2 separate regions of the Salmo salar genome follow, and region 1 is linked to region 2. Evidence: chromatin contacts called from public Hi-C data. All regions are on one chromosome and are shown on one strand. Each heading gives the region's core, a stretch centred on a gene start, on an enhancer-like site or on the middle of the called end of the contact. The rest is flanking DNA. Distances are from core to core; before and after follow the strand shown.

Evidence for each region. A called contact is a pair of places that touch in the nucleus more often than the background predicts.
Region 1: a Hi-C map of gill shows a contact between it and region 2, with 8 times the contacts expected there. The contact joins the promoter of LOC106575066 here to the promoter of zc3hf in region 2. A contact is called at or near these places in 2 of 3 Hi-C or Micro-C datasets (gill and muscle).

Annotation. Positions count from the first base shown.
Region 1 is chrssa17:5,485,372-5,490,682 of Ssal_v3.1, forward strand. It overlaps LOC106575066 (RNA-binding protein 45), which reads right to left and starts at 3,288. Exons shown (of 12, transcript XR_006759967.1): 1 at 2,954-3,288.
Region 2 is chrssa17:5,310,307-5,315,673 of Ssal_v3.1, forward strand. zc3hf (Zinc finger CCCH domain-containing protein 15) reads left to right here and starts at 3,678. Exons shown (of 10, transcript NM_001146374.1): 1 at 3,678-3,863; 2 at 4,482-4,577. The coding sequence starts at 3,786.

The DNA of each region.
Region 1 (5,311 bases), core at 2,038-4,537, 170 kb after region 2:
CAGTCTATATGCTCTCGGTCACCTGGGGCATTGTTTAAAGTGACTAGTGATACATCTAATTTTGTATTATTAAAGTGGCTAGAGATTTGAGTCAGTATGTTGGCAGCAGCCACTCAATGTTAGTGATGGCTGTTTAACTTCATCGGGGTAGGGGGCAGTATTTTCAAGTCCGGATGAAAAGCGTGCCCAGAGTAAACTCCCTGCTACTCAGGCCCAAAAGCTAGAATATGCATATAATTAGTAGATTTGGATAGAAAACTCTGAAGTTTCTAAAAGTGTTTGAATTATGTCTGAGTATAACAGAACTCATAAGCCAGGCAAAAACCTGAGAAAAAATCCAACCAGGAAGTGTGGAAATCTGAGGTTTGTAGTTTTTCCAAGTGATTGCCTATCCAATATACAGTGTCTATGGGGTCATATTGAACTTCCTAAGGCTTCCACTAGATGTCAACAGTCTTTAGAATGTTGTTTCAGGCTTCTACTGTGAATGGGGAAAGAATAAGAGCCGTTTCTGGCAGTCAGTCATTATTTTAGTTACGCGCATGGCCATGAGCACGAGCTCAGTTCTCTTTCCTTTATGAAGACAAAGGAATAATCCGGTTGGAATATTTTTGAAGATTTATGATAAAAACATCCTAAAGATTGATTCTACACATTGTTTGACATGTTTCTACAAACTGTAATAGAACTTTGACTTTGTCTGGACTTTAGTGCGCGCGCCTTCTGCATTTGGAATAGTGACCCTAACGCGCAAACAAATGGAGGTATTTGGACATAAAGATTACCGTAAATTCCGGACTATAAGCCGCACGTTTTTTCCCAGGCTTTGAACCCCACGGCTTAAACAATGACGCGGCAAATATTTGGATTTTTCCTGCTTTCAAATTTTTTTTTTTCTCAAAAAAACACATTCTGTGACGTGCTGAGTTTTTTGGCGGCATGAAGCTTTCATTAGACCAATGAAATTGCCAAATGGGTTAAGGTCAAACAACTTTTTTGTTTACTGTTTAGATTAAATTGAGCGCTCTCAAACTTCCCATCATTCTGATTACGGTAGTCATTTTGTCACCCTCATCATGGCAAAGACACAGGGAAATAAATATGATGCAGCTTTCAAGTTGAAGGCGATTGATCTGGCTGTTGGAAAAGGAAATAGAGCTGCTGCACGGGAGCTTGGTCTTAATGAGTCGATGATAAGACGTTGGAAACAGCAGCGTGAGGAATTGACTCAGTGCAAAATAAAGCTTACTGATCATTTTTTATTTTTGTTACAAGCCGTGTTTCGTTAAAGCCTATTTATTTTTGTTACAAGCCGTGTTTCGTTAAAACCTGTGTAAAGGTCATTTGTTTCAATGTACCGGTAGGCACCTGCGGCTTATAGACATGTGCAGCTTATTTATGTTCAAAATAATATTATTATTTTAATTCAGTCCTGGGAGTGCATTCTGATAAAGAACAGCAAAGGTAATCCAATTTTTCTAATAGTAATTCTGAGTTTAGTGAGCCCCAAACTTGGTGGGTGTCAAAATAGCTAGCCGTGATGGCCGAGCTATGTACTCAGAATATTGCAAAATGTGCTTTTTTTTCTTTCCACCGAACACTTCCGGTGAATTTACTAAATTACTCACGATAAACGTTCACAAAAAACATAACAATTATTTTAAGAATTATAGATACACAACTCCTTTATGCAATCGCGTTGTCCGATTTTAAAATAGCTTTTCGGTGAAAGCACATTTTGCAATATTCTGAGTACATAGCTCGCCATCACGGGCTAGCTATTTTGACACCCAAGTTTGGTACTCACCAAACTCAGATTTACTATAAGAAAAATTGGATTACCTTTGCTGTTCTTCGTCAGAATGCACTCCCAGGACTTCTACTTCAATAACAAATGTTGGTTTCGTTCCAAATAATCCATAGTTATATCCAAATAAATATCCAAATATATAAGCCCAGTCAAAACTGTTCGCTGCTCTGGCACCCCAATGGTGGAACAAGCTCCCTCACGACGCCAGGACAGCGGAGTCAATCACCACCTTCCGGAGACACCTGAAACCCCGCCTCTTTAAGGAATACCTAGGATAGGATAAAGTAATCCTTCTAACCCCCCCTTAAAAGATTTAGATGCACTATTGTAAAGTGGTTGTTCCACTGGATATCATAAAGTGAATGCACCATTTTGTAAGTCGCTCTGGATAAGAGCGTCTGCTAAATGACTTAAATGTAATGTAAATGTAATATATAACATACATATAATATACATATAACATAATATACATATAACATAATATACATATATAACATAATATAAATATTACCCTAGAATGAGTAGATGCGTCCAAACTTTTGACTGGCACACACACACCTTCCTTCTATTGTACAATCTGTGTTCCTGAGCTATTGTTTGTTTGAATTCCAGACCAGATTGAACTCAATTTGTCAGTGTCAGATTAGCCACTCATTTCGGTCATTTGTGGTATTAAAAAACATATTCAGTTAATGTCTATCATGTAAGTATTGTGGAATTGCATCCGGCCCTGGTTATTGAAAATATGTCACAGCGGTTTGATGGTACAATGGATTCTCTAGACATACATTGTTTGCGAACTATTAGATGCAACCAGGAAATGGCGGAGCGATTTCTGCATGATGCACCTTCGAGGAAAGATTTGAACGGAGAAAGCTGATCCGAGAACAGCGCTCCCTTTCTTTCCATACTTTATGAATTGACCTTCGACGAAGCACTGTGGCGACCATTTTATCTGCTTGATGTTTCGGGCAGTTGCAGGAAACGTGCATCGTTAAAACATGGGTAAAACTACATTCCATCGCTATCGGTGAACTGGGCCCAGCATGGAATCAATTAAATAAAAAAAATACTTAAGGAAATAGTTAATGTTAGAAACTTGGAGGATGAGTCCATAAAGTTTAGATTTATGTGCATGCAAACCTTAATGGGCTTCGTTCCATCTAACAGGCATTTTCCATGCATGTCCTCCATGGCGGTGCATGCTTCCGAAGACTTCGCGAATTTAACATAGGAGATCCCCTTCGATTCTTTCGTCTGTTTGTCCTTAACGACCCATACACCTTGGACCTCTCCAAATACAGAAAATTTCTCTCGAATAACATCATCTGAAACTGATCGACTTGTTACGAGAAACAAGCGACTGTTAGGAGGATTGTCAAGATTTTCAACTGATTGCTTGGATGAGTAGTCCTCCATTTTGGTTATCAAGAAATTACGTTGTGTGCGTCACAGTACATGTTTGATGCTGCGTTCACGTCAACTCGGAAACATGAACTCTGAGTTTCCCATTTGAAAGTATCAGAATCAACCAATAAGAATCTCTACGTAAATAACCTACGTTCGTTTTAACTGTACGTTCCGATTGCACGCGAACACCGCGTTTCACCGAGTGTTCCACTTGGAAAGTACTGTATCAGAACAAATCAATAGGAATCTATGCAAAAATGTAGGCACATTTTAACTTGCAGTTTCAGCCTAGTCTTGAAAGCAGTTAACTTCTGTCGCCTTTCATTATGAGAACACACATTTTCAGACTTTCGCTGACTGCATTAACTTTTGTGATCAAAGGTCATTAAGCTTTGACTGCAAATTTCTGCAGTTCCTCTTCACCAACTTCATCCTGCATTGTGGGAGGCTCTATTGTCAACCAATCATTTGTGAGTTTGTTTGTGTTACCCTTTCTATGAGCTTATAATATAAACTACAACACGAAAGGTATGGTTTACTTCATGTCAGCACATGTAACAGCAGTTTACAGCCCTTTTTTTGTGTTTCTTATTCTTCCTCTCCCCAATTCACTTAAACTATATTTATTTATTTCCCATGGGCTTCCCTAGAGTACCCCCTAGTGGCTGGAATACAACTGTATTAAGCCTTACAACACCCCTTGCAAAAACGAAATGTTGTCCCAAACATTTCACTGGCCTCAAAACAAACAGAGGATGTAAGTACTGGTCATGAGAACAACTGAGAAAATTGGCCTAACAGCCATATAACTATCTAGACATGTCCAGTCTACCTTTATGGGCAAAGACGCAACCCATACCAAACATTATCACACTGTGATTAGTAAAGGTAGATGAGAAAATATATACACATATATATATATATATATATATATATATATATATATATATATATATATATATATATTTATATACACATCTGAACATCTCTAGTTGGTATCCTGATAAGAGCTGGGCAGCCCTAAAGTGTTATAGGTTAGAATGTCTCTGGGCCTCCTCTGCCGGGCTGAACGGCGGGGAAAGGTCATTGGTGACCCCAATGAATCAGTGTCCACTTCATCATGAGATGATTGAATCTGAGCCCTCAGCTGTTTCCATATTTACCCCCATCCTCTCCTTGCTCTCTCTGAGGACTGGCTGGCACTCCTTCACAGTGAAGTTTATCAGTCTGACCCCGTTCCTCACTATTATCTGATACTAGCTGTGTGCTACTCTCTGTCTGCTCTCTTCATCCCTATGTGACCTATTGATGAAAACTGGATAAGAATCCTCATCTGAGCTCTCAGACTCAGCTCACCGCCCATTTTTCTGCTTCCCCTTGTGGAGAAGGGTTGGTTCCCTTCTCCACGGACCTCTACATGGGTGTTTCAACAGGTTCCTCAAATGGTAGGGAATTACATGACATGAGCATATTGCGATGCAGAACTCCTCTCGGGTTTGACCTCAGACAGGGCTGTCATCACCTTTCCTGGTTACCACCACATGTATTTGGTCCTCCCAGTGTGATCTTAGCTTTCCCGGCCAACCACGTTCTGACATGTTCCTCACCAGTACACGATCCCCTGAGACCAGAACCAAACTAATTTTCTTCTGATCGTAGTAGGCTTTTCCCTTTGCTGTTGATTACTCCATGTTTCTAATGATGATGTCATAGGCTTCCGCCATCTGTTGCTACCACTTCTTAGCATAATCCTGGTATGATTTCTCCTGTTCCTTTATCTGTAACCCAAAGACAAGGTCAACAAGTAGCAGTGAAGCCCTTCCAAATAGCAGGAAATATGGTGAGAACCCAATAGCATCACTGGTGGTACAGTTATATGCATGAATGACCTTGTTCAGATAATCACCCCAGTTGGCCTTTTTCTCTTCATCTAGTGTGCGCAACATTGATAACAGTGTACGGTTAAATCTCTCCACCGGATTCCCCTGTGGATGATATGGAGAGGTTCTGGAATTGGCTATTCCCGTACAGTTCTGCAAGACTCTGAATAACTGAATTTCAAACTCTCTTTTCATGATGTATTTTTGACAA
Region 2 (5,367 bases), core at 2,428-4,927:
TATTGTAAAGTGGTTGTTCCACTAGATATCATAAAGTGAATGCACCATTTTATCCATAACAGGTTAATGGCTGAAAGGTAATTGTTAATGTGACTGACTTAGGTTTGAAAGCACAGGAGAAAATGTTTAACCTCATAGCACCTATAACTGATGTAGGGTGGGCTAGTACCAGCAAAGGACGCATACGACAGAAATTACCACAAAGGGTGGTTAGGAGCTTGCGCCCTGGGGTTATAGGTCCAACCAATTCAAGTTAGTCATCAGAGGCCAGTTATAGGAGGCTAAAGTAGGCACAGGAGGAGTTTTGACCAGGATGGGAGTAGGTTTGTCTAGATGGATGCTATTGGCATCCTCAGGGAAGTTACAGATGAATACAAAGGTTTGAATCAAATATGTGAAGGCTTTAACACTACATTATTTTGGTGGTTGACAATAAATAAAAATGTGGATTGGATTAATGACTTAATATTTTACAATCAACAGAGATTCATGAATGAAACCGGGGATGCAGTAAAGAGGTTCTCTGACCAATTATCCGCCACCTCCCTCATGACCTGATAAAATAGACTGACTCTCGATATGTTACTGGTAAAAGAGGATGGTGTAGGTAGAATGATTAGGTTCATTGCTGTACATACATTCCTGATAACACAGCTCATGTTTGGGAAATGGAAAAGTGTTGTAAGAACTGTATTATGGGCTGCTTTCACCTGTATGAGTGTGTTTGCGTTGTGTGGTTGTTGTTTGGTCCCTTGTGCGAGAGGTCTCATTTCCAGAACTCTAGAGAGATCGATAACGGAGCAGATGGTGAGATAAGGACCGAGTCAAAGTTCAGACCAGTGGGACGACAAATACCTACCGCCAAGCCTGGTGGAGGATTTATTAAATTATGAGGAGCCCATGATAAGATGAGACTATCTTTAGAGTTTCCTGAATTAGTTTGATTTTGTGTGAAAATTTCTGAATCCAATAAAAATAGATGTGTTATAATGTATGTGAAATATTTAGCCAATCGGGTGGATGTAATGAAAGGTTAGACTAAAAGATTTCACTCAGAAACCTTACAACCTGTTGAAATGTATTTGAAATACAGCTATAATAATGGGTTAAAAACTATATTCCAATACTGTGTGAGTAAGACACTGTTACCAGAATCAGCAGGGCAGAGTTGATAAGACGACCTTGAGAAGGGAACAGGAGAAGAAGCCTCCCTAAATTAGGGAGAGTAACAACGGCCTGGGAACGGCTAGTGGGCAGGAGATTAGAAGACAGGTGGCAAGGTTGTTAAGGAATGTATGTGTACTGTGGGAAAAATACAGCCGCCTAAAGCTGGGTTGAGTTCTTTACTGATGTGTGTGTAACAGAGATTTGTTAACTATACTCGCACTGCACTGACAGGTATGGCTGAGCAACTAGAGGCTACCACTAGAACCGCTAGACAAAATAGATTGGAGTTGGATATGATATTGGCTAATAATGGGGGGTGTATAAAACGTTTGGTGAACAATGCTGTACTTTTATCCCTAATAACACCAGCCCTATGGTAGCATTACCAAAGCCCTACTGGGACTTGACAAGCTATCTGCTGAAATGAAGGGTGTAGCGGGGGTATACGAGGAGAATTGGCTGAATACCTTTTTTGGTAAGTACACATCTATGGTGGTTACTGGATTTCTGACCCTAGTGCTTGTGTTCTTATTATTGTTGTGTTGTGTTGCCTGTATAATCCTTTTTTGGTAAGTACACATCTATGGTGGTTACTGGATTTCTGACCCTAGTGCTTGTGTTCTTATTATTGTTGTGTTGTGTTGCCTGTATATCTTACAGAAGTTGTCAGAGCAACCGGAATGATGTCTTTGATGGAAGTGACCCCAGTGGATACTGAATCAACCTCTGGGCAAAAGACGGGTCTGTCTGAGGATGATCCTTGGTTTACTGTTGAGGAAGTGGTCGAATAAACCTTATCTAAAATGTACTCATATGTAATGTAGTGGCAGGTGGATGTGAAGGTTTTAAGTACTGGGACAAAAAGTCTGTCCCATACATGTTAGGTGTAGCCACTGTCGCAGGAAGGTCTTATTTTTCTAAGTTTTTTAATTAGTATGTTCTGAATGAATCCTGTGTACTATTTGTCTTTCCTTATGTGAAGGTTTGAAGTTCCTGGGTGGCTGGTAGTCAACCTAGTACAAGTGAGGTGTAGCCGGAAGGACTTGAGGGTTTTTTAAACTAATCATTTAATCATTAAAATGTGAATTTATAATTGTGTTGAGTGACACCCTAGGGGGTGTCAAAAGGGGGAATCTCAAAATTTCCCTGAAATTTTAAGAAATTATGTATTCACACCTATCAGGTGTGAAAAGGGGGATTGTTAGGGTTTGACCAACTATTTGTTTGCATAACCTATATAATATAACAAAGAAGCTATGCTATAATATTAAGTTTATACTCTATATGATAAGAGCATACTGCTGTGTGAGAGGAAGGGGCTCATGGGATGTTGAGTCATATGGAAAGAATGCAGATGCTGTAAATCAGGGATATGGAAGAGCTTGTTAAAAGATAAGGGCAGGATATGGGTGAAATGTATATGCAGAGGGGTGTCGGGGTTTTAGAGAACTGTGCATTGTGCAGTCACAAGATAAATCGACTGCCAAAGATAATAACTACGCCCGGCAACAGGAGGCGTCTCGAAGTTGGGACCAACCTGCACGCCAACGATAGGATGAGTAAGTTTAAACCACGCTCATCCTCCCTCTGACAGGCCAGCAGTGAGCGGGAACTATCTCTGTCAGAGTATTTAATGAAAAGCAAAGGATGTGTAACTCAGTTCTCTGTTTGCCCTGCGTGGTGACACAGCGACCCCGTATATACTAACCACATATTTACCATTCAAGTGTTTGCATTAATTAAAGTACAAAGAAATCAGAAGTTACTATGTGCTGACTATTTTGTTCTGATACCAGATTCGAATTGACGCGACCTAACACTAAGTTTGCTTTATTCACTGCTTTAGCACACTCCGCCAACCCAGATGTCCTAGCCGTGTCTGAATCCTGGCTTAGGAAGGCCACCAAAAATTCGGAAATTTTCATCCCCAATTACATTTTCCGTCAAGACAGAACTGCTAAAAGCAGCGGAATTACAATCTACTGTAGAGATAGCCTGCAGAGTTATTTCATACTATCCAGGTCTATGCCCAAACAGTTCAAGCTTCTACTTTTAAATATCCATCTCCCCAGAAATAAGTCCCTCACTGTTGCAGCTTGTTATAGACCCCCCTCAGCTCCCAGCTGTGCCCTGGACACCATGTGTGAATTGATTGCCCCCCATCTATTGTCAGAGTTCGTTACTGCTAGGTGACATAAATAAGGATATGTTTAACACCCCGGCCGTCGTACAATCTAAGCTAGATAACTCAATCCAAGATGGCGTAGCAGTGCAGATGTGTTTTTGTTCGACCTCTAGTGTACTTTTGTACATTTCATGAATTTGTACGATGTAGCCAGTAGCCACGATTTTGACTTTGTGGCTGTGGTATAGAGTGACAACCGTTGAGGAACGAGGACGTTAAACGATGGCCAAAACTCTCCAGCACAGTAGGTGTCGGTAATGCGCCATTATGTTGGATGCCAACCGCCCCAAAAAAACACCTAGGAAGAAGAATTACCACTGACATCATTCAGCGTCAACTTGGTAACAGGTTGTCACTGAGTGGCCTATTAGTACTGCATGTAGCGGTGGCTATCGTAATAGAATAATTCAAAAATATAGTTACATCATTCACTATGCCTCCGAAGAAACCAGTTCAAGCTGCCGCGGGTAGTAAAAAAACGCAAGAAAAGAAGAAGGAAAAGATCATTGAGGTGAAATCCCATTTGCGCACGAGATCCAAATTACATGGGATAATGCTAAGCTAGTTTACTAGCTACCGGTAGTTAGTTAAGTTACAGTAACGTTCAAATGTTATTTTGTGAAGCTAGTAAGTTAGACGCTAGCTAGTTATACCAAGTATTGTTGAAAGCAGAACACTTTCCAACCGTTGTATTTGCTAGGTACCAACCTAACGAACGTTAGCGTTCTTATGCTAACCCCTTTTTAAGAACGTGGTAGCTACTGGTAGCTAACTTGTGCTTGCATGATGTAGCTTGTTAGCTGCAGACAGTAGTTAGCAAAGGTTACAATCGTATTTATTCAAATTAATGTTAAGTGTAGATAAGTTGTGTGATCGTCTGGCCACGGCTTGAATGAACTGCTTAGTTAGTAGTTGTAACACAGATGAAAGGTTGGCTAGCTAGTTATCATCTATAATCTTTGTCGGTAAAGTAAGTTATCTAGTTAGTCAGGTACTGTAACTACTTAGATAGCTAGCGCCAGAAATCTTATTATTTTGTCGTTGAGGTTTCTTCTTGGTAGCCTGCCAACTAACGTTAACGTTATGTCCATTATTCAATTGCTGATATTCAATTTGTTTATCTATATAGGACAAGACATTTGGTTTGAAGAACAAAAAGGGTGGAAAACAACAGAAATTTATCAAGAATGTCTCTCAGCAAGTCAAGCAAGTTCCTGGTAGTAAGGTAAGATTGAGCAGCTAGGCCTACAGTCTTATTGTTTCTGTTAATTGTCCTAATGACCACTGGTTTGACTTGTAATTTCTACAGAGATGTTTGCCACATCAACCTAAAGCCATAATAACCCGGCTTTTGTTCATGTCTTCTCTCTAGTCAGAATGTACCCAATTCATAGACATTAATTGCTTTAGCGCCTATTGACAATAGTATCTTGTCACAGGGGGAGTTTTGTTAAGAGCCCGGCGCTTGCTGTAAACATTAACACACATCGCTTGTGGTACTGTTTTGGAAACATAACGAACATATCGTGTATATCAGCTAAGAAAAATAAACTAAATGTTGAAAAAATACACACTTTTTATATGGTTAGGGTTAGTGTTCCCACACAGCCATTTCTCCATGTTACGGCACTTGTTTATTGAAGACGGGCTTCTGTCCAAACACTTAAAAGACACACCCTCGCCCACTTACCCTCACCTTATGCCCTTGGGGAAATCCCTGTTGCCGTCTTGGAGTGGTGTCCAAATGATTAGCCAAGCAAGGGAACTTTGCAACGTAAGCCCCTCAGCCCTTGTTTTTAGTCGGCTTTGCTAGTGTACAATTATGTTCACTCTGGGGCCTGAAACTCCCAATAATTCAATTTGTGACAATTATACATCTGATAAGAAATCTGTGAAAACTTAAACAACATCAATGGAGAAGTCAACATACAAGTGTAAGTAAAAACGAATGCAAATAAGTTAGAAATTGTGCTACTAATGCACATGACGGCCCAAACACATCTCGTAAAATGTAA